2 separate regions of the Ovis aries genome follow, and region 2 is linked to region 1. The links are chromatin contacts, called in public Hi-C maps. All regions are on one chromosome and are shown on one strand. The core of a region is the stretch at or near the end of the contact, and the rest is flanking DNA. Distances in the headings are between cores, read along the strand shown. Region 1 has its middle 100 kb from the start of TRNAS-GGA. Region 2 has its middle 130 kb from the start of TRNAC-ACA.

Evidence for each region. A called contact is a pair of places that touch in the nucleus more often than the background predicts.
Region 2: a Hi-C map of liver shows a contact between it and region 1, with 7 times the contacts expected there. The contact joins two enhancer-like sites. A contact is called at or near these places in 2 of 16 Hi-C or Micro-C datasets (liver and mixed tissues).

Annotation. Positions count from the first base shown.
Region 1 is chr6:110,621,962-110,627,524 of ARS-UI_Ramb_v3.0, reverse strand. No RefSeq gene overlaps it. Among named protein-coding and RNA genes, the nearest start is that of TRNAS-GGA, 100 kb to the right of the region's middle. Within about 2 kb of position 2,989, at least 5 of the 54 cell types and tissues checked have an H3K27ac peak or open chromatin away from gene starts, as enhancers often do. A contact at or near this core is called in liver, where this site is marked.
Region 2 is chr6:111,004,183-111,009,745 of ARS-UI_Ramb_v3.0, reverse strand. No RefSeq gene overlaps it. Among named protein-coding and RNA genes, the nearest start is that of TRNAC-ACA, 130 kb to the left of the region's middle. Within about 2 kb of position 2,370, at least 5 of the 54 cell types and tissues checked have an H3K27ac peak or open chromatin away from gene starts, as enhancers often do. A contact at or near this core is called in liver, where this site is marked.

The sequences.
Region 1 (5,563 bases), core at 1,740-4,239:
TGGGACCAGATGCCATGATCTTCGTTTTCTGAATGTTGAGCTTTAAGCCAACTTTTTCACTCTCCTCTTTCACTTTCATCAAGAGGCTTTTTAGTTCCTGTTCACTTTCTGCCATAAGGGTGGTGTTATCTGCATATCTGAGGTGATTGATATTTCTCCCGGCAGTCTTGATTCCAGCTTGTGCTTCTTCCAGCCCAGCATTTCTCATGATGTACTCTGCATAGAAGTTAAAAAGGCAGGGTGACAATATACAGCCTTGACGTACTCCTTTTCCTATTTGGAACCAGTCTGTTGTTCCATGTCCAGTTCTAACTGTTGCTTCCTGACCTGCATACAGATTTCTCAAGAGGCAGGTCAGGTGGTCTGATATTCCCATCTCTTTCAGAACTTTCCACAGTTTATTGTGATCCACATAGTCAAAGGCTTTGGCATAGTCAATAAAACAGAAATAGATGTTTTTTTCTGGAACTCTCTTGCTTTTTCCATGATCCAGCGGATGTTCATAATTTGATCTCTGGTTCCTCTGCCTTTTCTAAAACTAGCTTGAACATCTGTAAGTTCACGGTTCACATATTGCTGAAGCCTGGCTTGGAGAATTTTGAGCATTACTTTGCTAGCATGTGAAATGAGTGCAATTGTGTGGTAGTTTGAACATTCTTTGTCATTGCCTTTCTTTGACTGGGATGAAAACTGACCTTTTCCAGTCCTGTGGCCACTGCTGAGTTTTCCAAATTTGCTGGCATATTGAGGGCAGCACTTTCACAGCATCATCTTTCAGGATTTGAAACAGCTCCACTGGAATTCCATCACCTCCTCTAGCTTTGTGCATAGTGATGCTTCCTAAGGCCCACTTGACTTCACATTCCAGGATGTCTGGCTCTAGGTGAGTGATCACACCATCGTGGATATCTAGATTGTGAAGATCTTTTTTGTACAGTTCTTCTGTGTATTCTTGTCACCCCTCCTTAATATCTTCTGCTTCTGTTAGGTCCATATCATTTCTGTTCTCTATTGAGCCTATCTTTGCATGAAATGTTCCCTTGGTATTTCTAATTTTCCTGAAGAGATCTCTAGTCTTTCCCATTCTATTGTTTTTCTCTATTTCTTTGCACTGATCACTGAGGAAGGCTTTCTTATCTTTCCTTGCTATTCTTTGGAACTCTGCATTCAAATGTGTATATCTTTCCTTTTCTCCTTTGCTTTTCACTTCTCTTCTTTTCACGCTATTTGTAACACAGAAAACAAAAAAAAGTGATGTTACGGAGGCTTAAATTATTCTGATTAGTCTGGTAGCTACTTCCATTTTCACTTTGCTTTGTAGGCAAAAACGTTTTTCTTGTTTTAAATGTTTCGATGATGGAGTCACTTAGAATGATCATTATCCTAACCCTTAATATATTCACATTTTAAAACATGAAATTCAAATAGAAATAAAACCCTAAATGTATTTGAAACTCGCTGATACCTTCTTTTTTCCATAGGACAAATCCATTGCCTTTCATATTTATTTTTATTGCATGGTAAATCAATGGGGAACAATAAAAACCCAGAAGCCTGAATATCAGGAAGAAAAGGAGACTCGGTAGCAACTTGTTGGTAACGTTTTGAAGTACTTATTTTTTCCGAGCCACAAAAGCAATGTCTGTCAGCAACTTTTTTCTGTTTAATAACGGAGAAGAAGGTCTTCTCTAAGAGGTGGCCCAGGGGTTGGTGATATGGCAGTACCTTCTCAGAACTTTATCACCACTTTATCTTCACAGTTTTTATTTTTGTTTGTTTGTTTTTAATTTTTTGATCTCACAGTATATTGGAACTCAGTTCCCTGACTGGGGATAGAACCTGTGCCCCCTGAGTTGGAAGCATGGAGTCTTAACCGCTGGACCATGAAGGAAGTCCCCAGTAGTTCTTGTTTTTGTCAATATTTGTTCCTCTTCCCTCCCTGGATCTTTGTTAGAAGTGTGAGTCATTTGGACAGGTAAGTCTGCGTTTACTATCTATACGTCTGTTTCCAACCCATTTTTCCCTTCATCAAGCTCATCCAGCCTCCCCAGCACCACTGGCTTCTCTCTGCCCAGCCGCTAGAACTCACCGTTCCCTTGCCTGATTTACTCATTAGGCTGTAAGCTGCTTATTGGCAGGGACTATGCCCTACTCTTCATGTTCTGAACAGCCAACAGGGAGCCTAGAATATAGGCTTAGATAAACGTTCCTGCGTACGTGGGTAAAGCTAAACCAAACTACTTAATTACACAGAGGACGCACTCTGTTTCAAGCATGAAGCAGCTGTATGTAATCCTCGTAAAAAATAAGCCAACAGCTCCATTACAATCTACACTCACACAGGCATGAGATGGAGGTGCAGTGGTCATCATAGATCTTCTGGCTTTAGAGCAGAGGCTGTTGAAAGCTGTTTCTCCCAACACTTTCCTCCCAGACACCCTGGGGGTGATGATGGTAGAAAGTCCCCCTAAAGACCCCACATCCCACCAGGGCAAGAGAGGGCAGTGCTTGAGCACAGGTCTGACAGAGATCTTCCCCGAGTTCACCTTGACCGGCCTCATGAGCATGTGAGGGTGCTGGGCATCCATCCAGACCCTTGGCTGTCAAGCCGCCTGGTGCCCCCACGGACCCTGCGATCAGGGCCCTTCACACAGGACCCTTCACACAGGCTGGCCCTCCGGCCTTCCTTGGACACTTGTCTTGAGCCCCATGACTTCTTCTCCGTGAGCTCCCTCTCTCTCTGCTTTCTTCCCACGTCTACTTGGCTGCCCTCTGCCCTCTTGGCTTTGTTTTCCGCTCCAGCTGCTCTGGCTCTTTCTCTGGCTGAGCCTGACCTTGCACAGCCAGCCCACACCCTGATCCTTCTGTCCCTGGCAGCTTCGGACAAAACTCCTGCTTGACCAAACTCCAACCCCCAGCGCCCACGTGGCCCCTAAGGCTGGATTCCTCCAGTGCTTTTCACATGGCTGAGCAGGTAAATTGTGTGGTGGGTTATACAGCTCTAGCTCCAGAGTGGGAGACAGGGGCTAGAAAGTCTTTGGTATTAGACTTGGGCTGATCTCCCAGCCTCACCTGTCACCTACTTCTTGGTTCCCCCAAAACTCCTATTCTCCCTTGTCTGAGGGACTTCACACATGAGATTCCCCCTTCCAGGGAGACTCCCCACCCCTGCCCTCCACCACTCTGACTCCGGCTCGTTCTTTGAGCCTCTTTGATGTCACCCCCCTTGGGGAGCCCGCATTGCTGTGTCCCCTCAACCCTGGCCTGAATCACGTAGGTGCCGTTTCTTCCTTCTCCTTTGTCACCCAGCACCTCTCCATCACCTCCATGAGAGCTGGCGTGCCTCACTGAGCAGCACACTTTAGAGAACTTTGTAAGAATTTGCTCAACTGATTCTCCCTGCCAACACTGAGACAGATACCATTTAAAACAACTTTTTTAACATTCTTAATACAATTGTCAGAGGTTATTTTCCATTTACATTTTTCACAAGCTATTGGCTATCTTCCCCATGCTGTACAGTAAGTACATCCTTGTAGTCTATCTTACACCCAACAGTTTGGAAATTCTACTCCTTCCAACCACGGGTGACCACTAGTTTCTTCTCTATATCTGAGTCTGCTTCTTGTTCATTTATTTATTTTAAACTATTTTTGTCTCTGTTTCACAGATGAGAGAAATTAAAGAATGTGTATAAGGCTACACAGGCAATTAGGTGCCATCAGTGGTCGAATCCAGGCCGTCTTGCTCTGGAGCCTCTTGGTATCATTATTCTTCCCTTCCTCTTCTGTGTGGCATTTCTCACATCACATGGCACTGTCTGATCACCCCTGTTTTATTCACAGCTGCATCCTAGCGTGAAGCACATATCCTGACAAAAAATAAGCTCAGTTAATACTTTTCTGTGCAATGCGTGCCTGAATTCTGCTCCTTAATATTGTGTGTCTCCCAAATTCAAATAATGCATTCCTGATTCTTGATCTGATGAGATCAAATGTGACAGAAAAGCAAGGATGACCAGCTGATGGGTGTGTGGTCTTTGGTCCCTTAACGATCTCTATGTTAATCAATTTTATTTGATAGGAACAATTGGAGTCAAAAGGAAAGGGCTGTTTATCTCTGCCCCACATTTTACACAGTCAGATGGAGTCAGAGTATTTAAGTGACTGATCCAAGGTCACACATGGAGCCGGTGACAAACAGGATGCCAGGTTGGCTGACTTCCAGTCCTGTGTCCTTTCTCTGCACCTGGTCAAACAGAAACGACTATCACATGAGGGCATGCAGGTAAAACAAACAGCAAGCCTGCAACTGGCTTGATTCTGACTGCAAACAGCACAAAGCTCCAGTGCTCCCTGGGATGGTGATCAGCCCAGAGTAAACACAGGGCATCTGATAGGGAGGCACGATTGGCCCAGAAAAGGCTGAGACTCTGCAAAGCTCTAAGCGTGTTTTGCTTCCAGCTCAGTCTATTGCTGTGCGACCCTGAGTGCGTTCCTTTACTTCTCTGGTCTCCAGTCCCTTCCGTAGAACTGAATGTTTGCAACCCCCCTCGAATTCCATGTTGGAGCCCTAACCCAGAATGTGATGATATGTGGCGTAGGCCTTTGGGAGGTAATTAGGTTCATGAGGTCATGAGCTAGGGGCCCCGTCATTGGATTAGTATCCTCGTAAAAAAAAAAAAAAAAAAGAAAGAAAGAAAGAAAGAAAAACAGCATCTGTTAGCCAGGAAGTGGCTGCTCACCAGGAGCAGAAACTGCCCCTTGATTTTGGACTTCCGGCCTCTAAAACTGTGAGAATGAATGTCTGTGGCTTAAGACCCTCGGTCGCTGGGATTTTCTGACAGCAGCCCCAGCTGATTAAGATGAAGGGTATTGTGAGCTTGATCTTGATGGCTCCGTCTGGCTCTGCAGTTCTAACATTCTTTCTCAAGGTCCCCTCTGCTGCTGGCTGAGTTCTCTCCTGCCACTCTGCTGTCCACCAGCCACTCCTCCCCTCCTGAAGGCTTTCTCCAGCCCCTCATCATTAATCAGAATCATCTGCCAATGCAGAGGTTGAGAGCATATCTCAGCTTACAGGTGTCTGAAGAAGCAGCAGTGCCTTTGGGCCAAATCCAGATACTTCTCTTTAATTTATGTGACTTCGAGCAGCTTCTTCTCTTAGCCTCCATCTGCAAAGTTCATTTAATAATACTTACAGGGCAAAGGTCACTGGAATGATTAAGTGGAATTAAACATGTCCAGTACCCACATATTGCCATGTGTTTCCTAACAGTTTGGGGCTTCCCTCATAGCTCAGTCGGTAAATAATCTGCCTGCCATGCAGGAGACCCAGGTTTGATTCCTGGGTTGGGAAGATCCCCTGGAGAAGGGAATCACAGCCCACTCCAGTATTCTTGCCTGGAGAATCCCATGGACAGAGGAGCCTGGCAGGCTACAGTCCACGGAGTTGCAAGAGTTGGACATGACTGAGCGACTAAAGAGAGAGAGAGAGGAGAGTGCCCATGTAGATGGGGGGTCTGAAGCATTTTTCTGGAAAAAATTCTATAGTAAGTAATTTGCCC
Region 2 (5,563 bases), core at 1,121-3,620, 380 kb before region 1:
TACGCCCTGAACAGGAACTTCTGTGCGTTTAAGAAACTTCTGGTACACATGGCTAAGTCCTTCTAGGCTGTGCATACCCTGATAGCAACATTCCAGTTCCAAAAATAGCAAGGAGTTGTTGATGTTGGCAAAATGCTTGGAACAATAAAGAGAGGCAGCGGGTTTAACTCTACCACAGTTTTACTCCAGTAAGCAATTGTGCTCTAGCCCAAATCCTGATTACCCAGAGAGATTGGGAAATTATAAGGTCAAAAGTAACAGTTCATCTCATCTCCAGGAGCCGATGAAACAGCTTGCCAAGGCCACATCGCTCACTCGCCAAAGCCAAGTGTACCTGTTGAGGCAGCACTCTGCCCCTGGGCCGGGGGCGGGGGGAGGGGGTGTTGGTGGGGGCGGCAGACAGACAGGCTGGCTATTGCTGCTGGAGGAGTCCTACAGAAAACAGGATAGTGCTCTCAAGCAGAGTGGATATTAGTGATGACTTCAATGTCCGTGTGCTCCACTCATAACCCTGCTGCTACCCTCTGGGAAAATTTGACCCCTCCTTCACTTGCCAGATTAAGCTAAAAAAGCAACGACCTGATTGGATCAAGACTTCACTCCTAGGGCTTCCCTGGTAGCTCAGCTGATAAAAAATCTGCCTGCAATGTGGGGGACCTGGGTTCCATCCCTGGGTTGGGAAGATCCCCTGGAGAAGGGAAAGGCAACTCACTCCAGTATTCTGGCCTGGAAAATCCCATAGACAGAGGAACCAGGCTACAGTCCATGGGGTTCGCGAGAGTCAGACATGACTTAGCGACTAAACCACCACCATAGGGAAATGTGTTAGCTTTGTAGGTCAACACTGGTTGAATGCTAGCAATTTCCAAGTGGTTTGACCTTATGTAACAATCAAGTATTACTGTGGAATTTTAAAAATAAAAAGGGTTTTTACTGATTAATGATTTCTATAGTAGAATAAAAATAATGCTAATCGCTTCCCAACCCAGGAATTAAACCCAAGTCTCCTGCATTGCAGGTGGATTCTTTACCGTCTGAGACACCAGGGAAGCACAAATACCTACTACTTAAATTCTTTTTATTGCTAAACTCTCTGTGGTGCATCCATAATACTGTTTACAAATTTGCTTAACCATGCTGGAGGGGGAGGGGAGGCTGTTATTAACCCTGTTTTATAGATGAGGAAACTGAGGCTCAGAGAGGCCCAGTGAACCCATCACTCTGTGAGCAAGGGCAGGGCTGTGAGTCAGAGTTCAAAGCCCCTGCTTTGAATCATTACACCATCCAGTGTGGATCTGTGCTCTCTGCTTTCAACTGAAACTCTAAGTCAGGAAGGAAGGCACGCTTCCTAAGAGTGAGACCTTAGGCAGGGTCTGTGAGTAGGGCTGTATCTTATTCATGTGGGATTATGCCGTCTCCCCACAGCAGATACCCAGGAAGAATGTGCTCAGGAAATATGATAATTAGGGCTTAAAAAAGGAAAATGGAGAGAAACAAAGGGAGAGACACACGTCCCTGTCTTTAGCTTTTCCAGTATGTTCCCTGGCTCCAGGGAAGTAGGCCACGGGCCCTCTAATTCCTCATCTCCCACCTCGGTTCCCATTGCCTTCCCAAGGACCACGCCCACACCCAGTGCAATCAAACCCATGGATGCAGGTTGACCAGGGGCCAGCAGGGGGAGAACCTGCCCTAGGCTCCTCCACGGTTGAATGGAAACCTCTCTTCTCTAGGAAACGGAAATTTCTGTTTTAAGCTGTCCAGGTTTTTTCTTGATCATTTCCTGGGACTGAATAATGTCTCTGGAGATGCTATGTTATTTTAATGATACAGCTGTCACTTGTTGAACATTTCCTGTGAGCCAGGATCATTGTTAAAATATTTTACAATCAGCATTTAAAACCTGATTTATCTGATATCAGAGATCCATGTTTCACCTCAGACCTGCACCCACAGTCCCGGGGTTTATGAGGATCTGTGAATCGCCCCAGAATTGTACCTGGTTTATGAATGTGTGTATATCTGTGTGCTTATGTGCGTATGTGTGTATACACAGGCTTGTGCGCTTTTATTTTTATTTCTTCCTGGGGAGAGGAGCCTTAGCCCTCATGAGAGTCTTGGAGAGGTGAAAAGCCCAATAAAACCTAGGGATCACTTTAGGAGGAGAGGGTTAAGAGAAAGCTTCCCAGCTGATATGAGAGAGAGATGAAACCACTCATTGTTCTTAAGCCTTTGACGCTATGACTGAATGGGATGGAGTTCAGGCAAGCGTGTAACAGCCAAGAACATTGATCAATGAAGGATGGATTACAAACCCTTAAATCTGTGTTATCTACACTAGGTTGGAATAGAATGAAACAACCTGTCCTGGTGAGATTGTGAAACCAGTTTTGTAATCAGAGGAAGCGCCTAGAACACAGTGGGGGTGGGTGCAGGGAAGGAGAGACAAGACAAAGTATGCATTTGTTTTAGAAACAGCAGAGAGCAGGGAAGTAGGAAAAAAGGTCAAGATTATTCCAGGAGCATAATCCGTTTCTTGGATAGCACTATAGAGTTTACGAAGTTCCTTCAGGTACATGATGTGCGTGCTCAGTCATGTTGACTCTTTACAACCCTGTGGGCTGTAGCCTGCCCCCAGGCAAGAATACTGGAGTGGGTTGCCATTTCCTCCAAGGGATCTTCCCCACCCAGGATCTGAACCTGAGTCTTCTGTGTCTCCTGCACTGGCAGGCAGATTCTTTACCAACTGCGCCACCTCAGGCATATCCTCGAAATGGCTCTGTGGAGTCAGAAGATGGATTATCTGCTTTTGATTTATGAAGAAATGGAAGCTCAGAGGGGTTAAGTCATCTTCCCAAGGTCACACAGCTAGCAAGCAGTCATGGTCTTATAACAGTTGCTAGCTGGATTTTCCACCCTGCCAATATGAGATATTGAAGTAAGAAAGGTATTCACTGCCAAACTGTTTCTAATTTGTGACCAAATAAAAGTAACCCTTGGACATCAGGTTGGTTTCAAAGTCAAGCTTTTAAATGTTGCAATACATTGGAGGGGCATAGCTTAGTGATAAAGAGCTTGGGCTCTGGAGTGGACTGCTTGGCCCCATCTAGCCATCTGGAGAGGCAGTGCAGTCTTCAGGATGTACTACTTGCAAAACAGTTAATAACCTAAGTAACACTCAGGCAGGGGAAGGAGAAACAGGTGATAGAATTCTGAGCTGAGTGGCACGATTTCTCAGAAGGCACCAGGCAGGGCTGAGCATCTGGTGGACCACTGTGGTCACCATGGCAACACCCTCCATCAGCTTTCCTTCCTCCCCTGTCTCTGCCCCCTCCCTCCGTCTATCTGGGATGACTACAGAGTTCAGATCTTTCTAGCCAAGGAAGTGTCCAGATAGGTTCAAACGCACAAGAAATTTTGGGGAAGAAATGCCTGTTTTGGGAAAACAGGAGGAGCAGAAGCAGGCAGAGAACCTTAAAACAGAGATGCAGACTTGCCCCTAGGGAGGAGAAGGGAAGGACGGAGGGCTGGCTAGGAAGATTCTAGGTCTGCAGTGCAGGCTTACACAGCTCTGATCAGGCAGATGGGGAGTCCATGAGCCAAAGTCATTCAACTTAGGAGTCTTGGGTCACACTGTAAAGGTCTCTTAGAGGATGCCGCTGTGTTCATCCTCTCGCTGGTGAAAGTGTGGCCTCACCATGGACCCAGAGGCAGATCCCAAAGGGTGGGCCTGGGGCTGCCAATCCATCAGGCGCCTATCCAGAGGAGATCCAAGTGGTCCTTTTCTTAGATTTCCTTATTTCCAGGTTTCATTCTGGAGACACACTGAGACATAGCTCACTAATTCATTGACGCATGGAGGAATCAAAATAAGGTTTAAGGACAGCCCCCACAAAACGAGAATAACTCCTGTGCGTGGCCTTCCAGTACCTGTAAACTTATCCTCCCAAAGGGCCCAGGTGCTCACCACATCACATGGGAGTCTTGGGAAAAGACCAAGAACAAGATGAGACTGAGTGGAAAATGGAGAGAGGCTGACTCTGCTGAGTGACCTGTGTCCCTGGGAGCAGCAGGGAACAGTGGAGAGAGGTCTTCTTAAGAGCTCCGAAGGCAGCTTCTGCTGCCAGCTCTGCTCTTGACCTCTGCATGGTAAGATTGGGACTATTTGGCCAAGATGGGACCACAGAAAGGGAAAATCCAGCTCCAGATGAGGGATGGAACTCTGGCAATATGCCAGGGGGTGGCAAAACCATGGATCCAATTTTCAGGCATGGTCAGTAATAATAAAATGCTCAGTGAAGGCAAGGTGTGGAGCTGGTAGAAGGTGCCAGAGAACCTGGAAGAAGAAATTCTAAGAATGTATGAGTGGTTGGTTGCTTCTGCTGGAAATGCATAGCCTAAAGACAAGGAAGCCCTCCCTAAGTACCTCTCTTTCTTTTTAGTAGCTAAGTCCTGCCTGACTCTTGTGACCCCATGGACTGTAGCCTGCTAGGCTCTTCTTTCCGTGTGATTTTCCAGGCAAGAATACTGGAGTGGGTTGCCATTTCCTTCCCTAGAGGATCTTCCCAACCCAGGAATGGAACCTAGGTCTCCTGCATTGCAGGCAGATTCTTTACGAACTGAGCTATCAGGGAGGATTAATACCAGTCATCCCTCCCACATACCAAAATCCAAGGATGCTTAAGTGCATTATATAAAATACTGTAGTATTTGCCTATGATAGATGGGCAGCCTCCCGTATAGTATACTTTAAATCATCTCTCGGTTACTCAAAATACTTACAATACCTAATACAATGTAAATGCTATGTAAATAAGTTGTAAATATAATGCAAATGGTATGTAAGTAGCTGCCAGTGGGTATGTAGTAAATACAAGTCTTTGGAACTTTAGTTTTTGTTTTTCCAGTTATTTTTGATCTGTAGTTGGTTGAAGCAGGGTGGGGGGGAGTGCAGAACCTTTGGATTCAGAGGTCCAACTGTATTCAGTACATCATTCTAAATTCCTGGCTTAAGGCCTAAAACCATCAACTGGGCTAAAGGCTCTGTTATCTTTTGGAGCTGCAGGCCAGAAGCAGTCAGAAACCAAACCCAGGCCTGGTCTTGCTAAATGGTTAAGGACAGGCCTGTCGTCTCCAGACCTAAAGATCTTGATGACATACTTCCAGCAGTACTTAAGTGGGTTGCCGTTTCTGGTGACTTGAGGAATCCCATGGACAGTTACCCAAAGCTCTCTGCAGTTAAGACCTCTTTGGCTGGTGTAATGGTGGTGAGGATTGGTGTGGCTGGCTACCTCAAGCTCCCAGATTGTATTAAGAAGAGGAGGTTATCTGTCCCCATCATCGTCTGTACCTTCCCAGCACACATCCCTCCCATCGTCCCGGCCGGTGCTGAAGTCACGTGATCACAGATGCCATCACTGAATGCCTTCTTCTTAGCAACAGAAATCTGCTTCTTACACATAGTTCTGAAAAGATAAGGTAAAGAAATGTCACATTCTGAGAAAGACAGTCCAGAAAACAAAGGCACCAAGCTAACCTCAATCTACACTGCATCTCTCAAAAAATA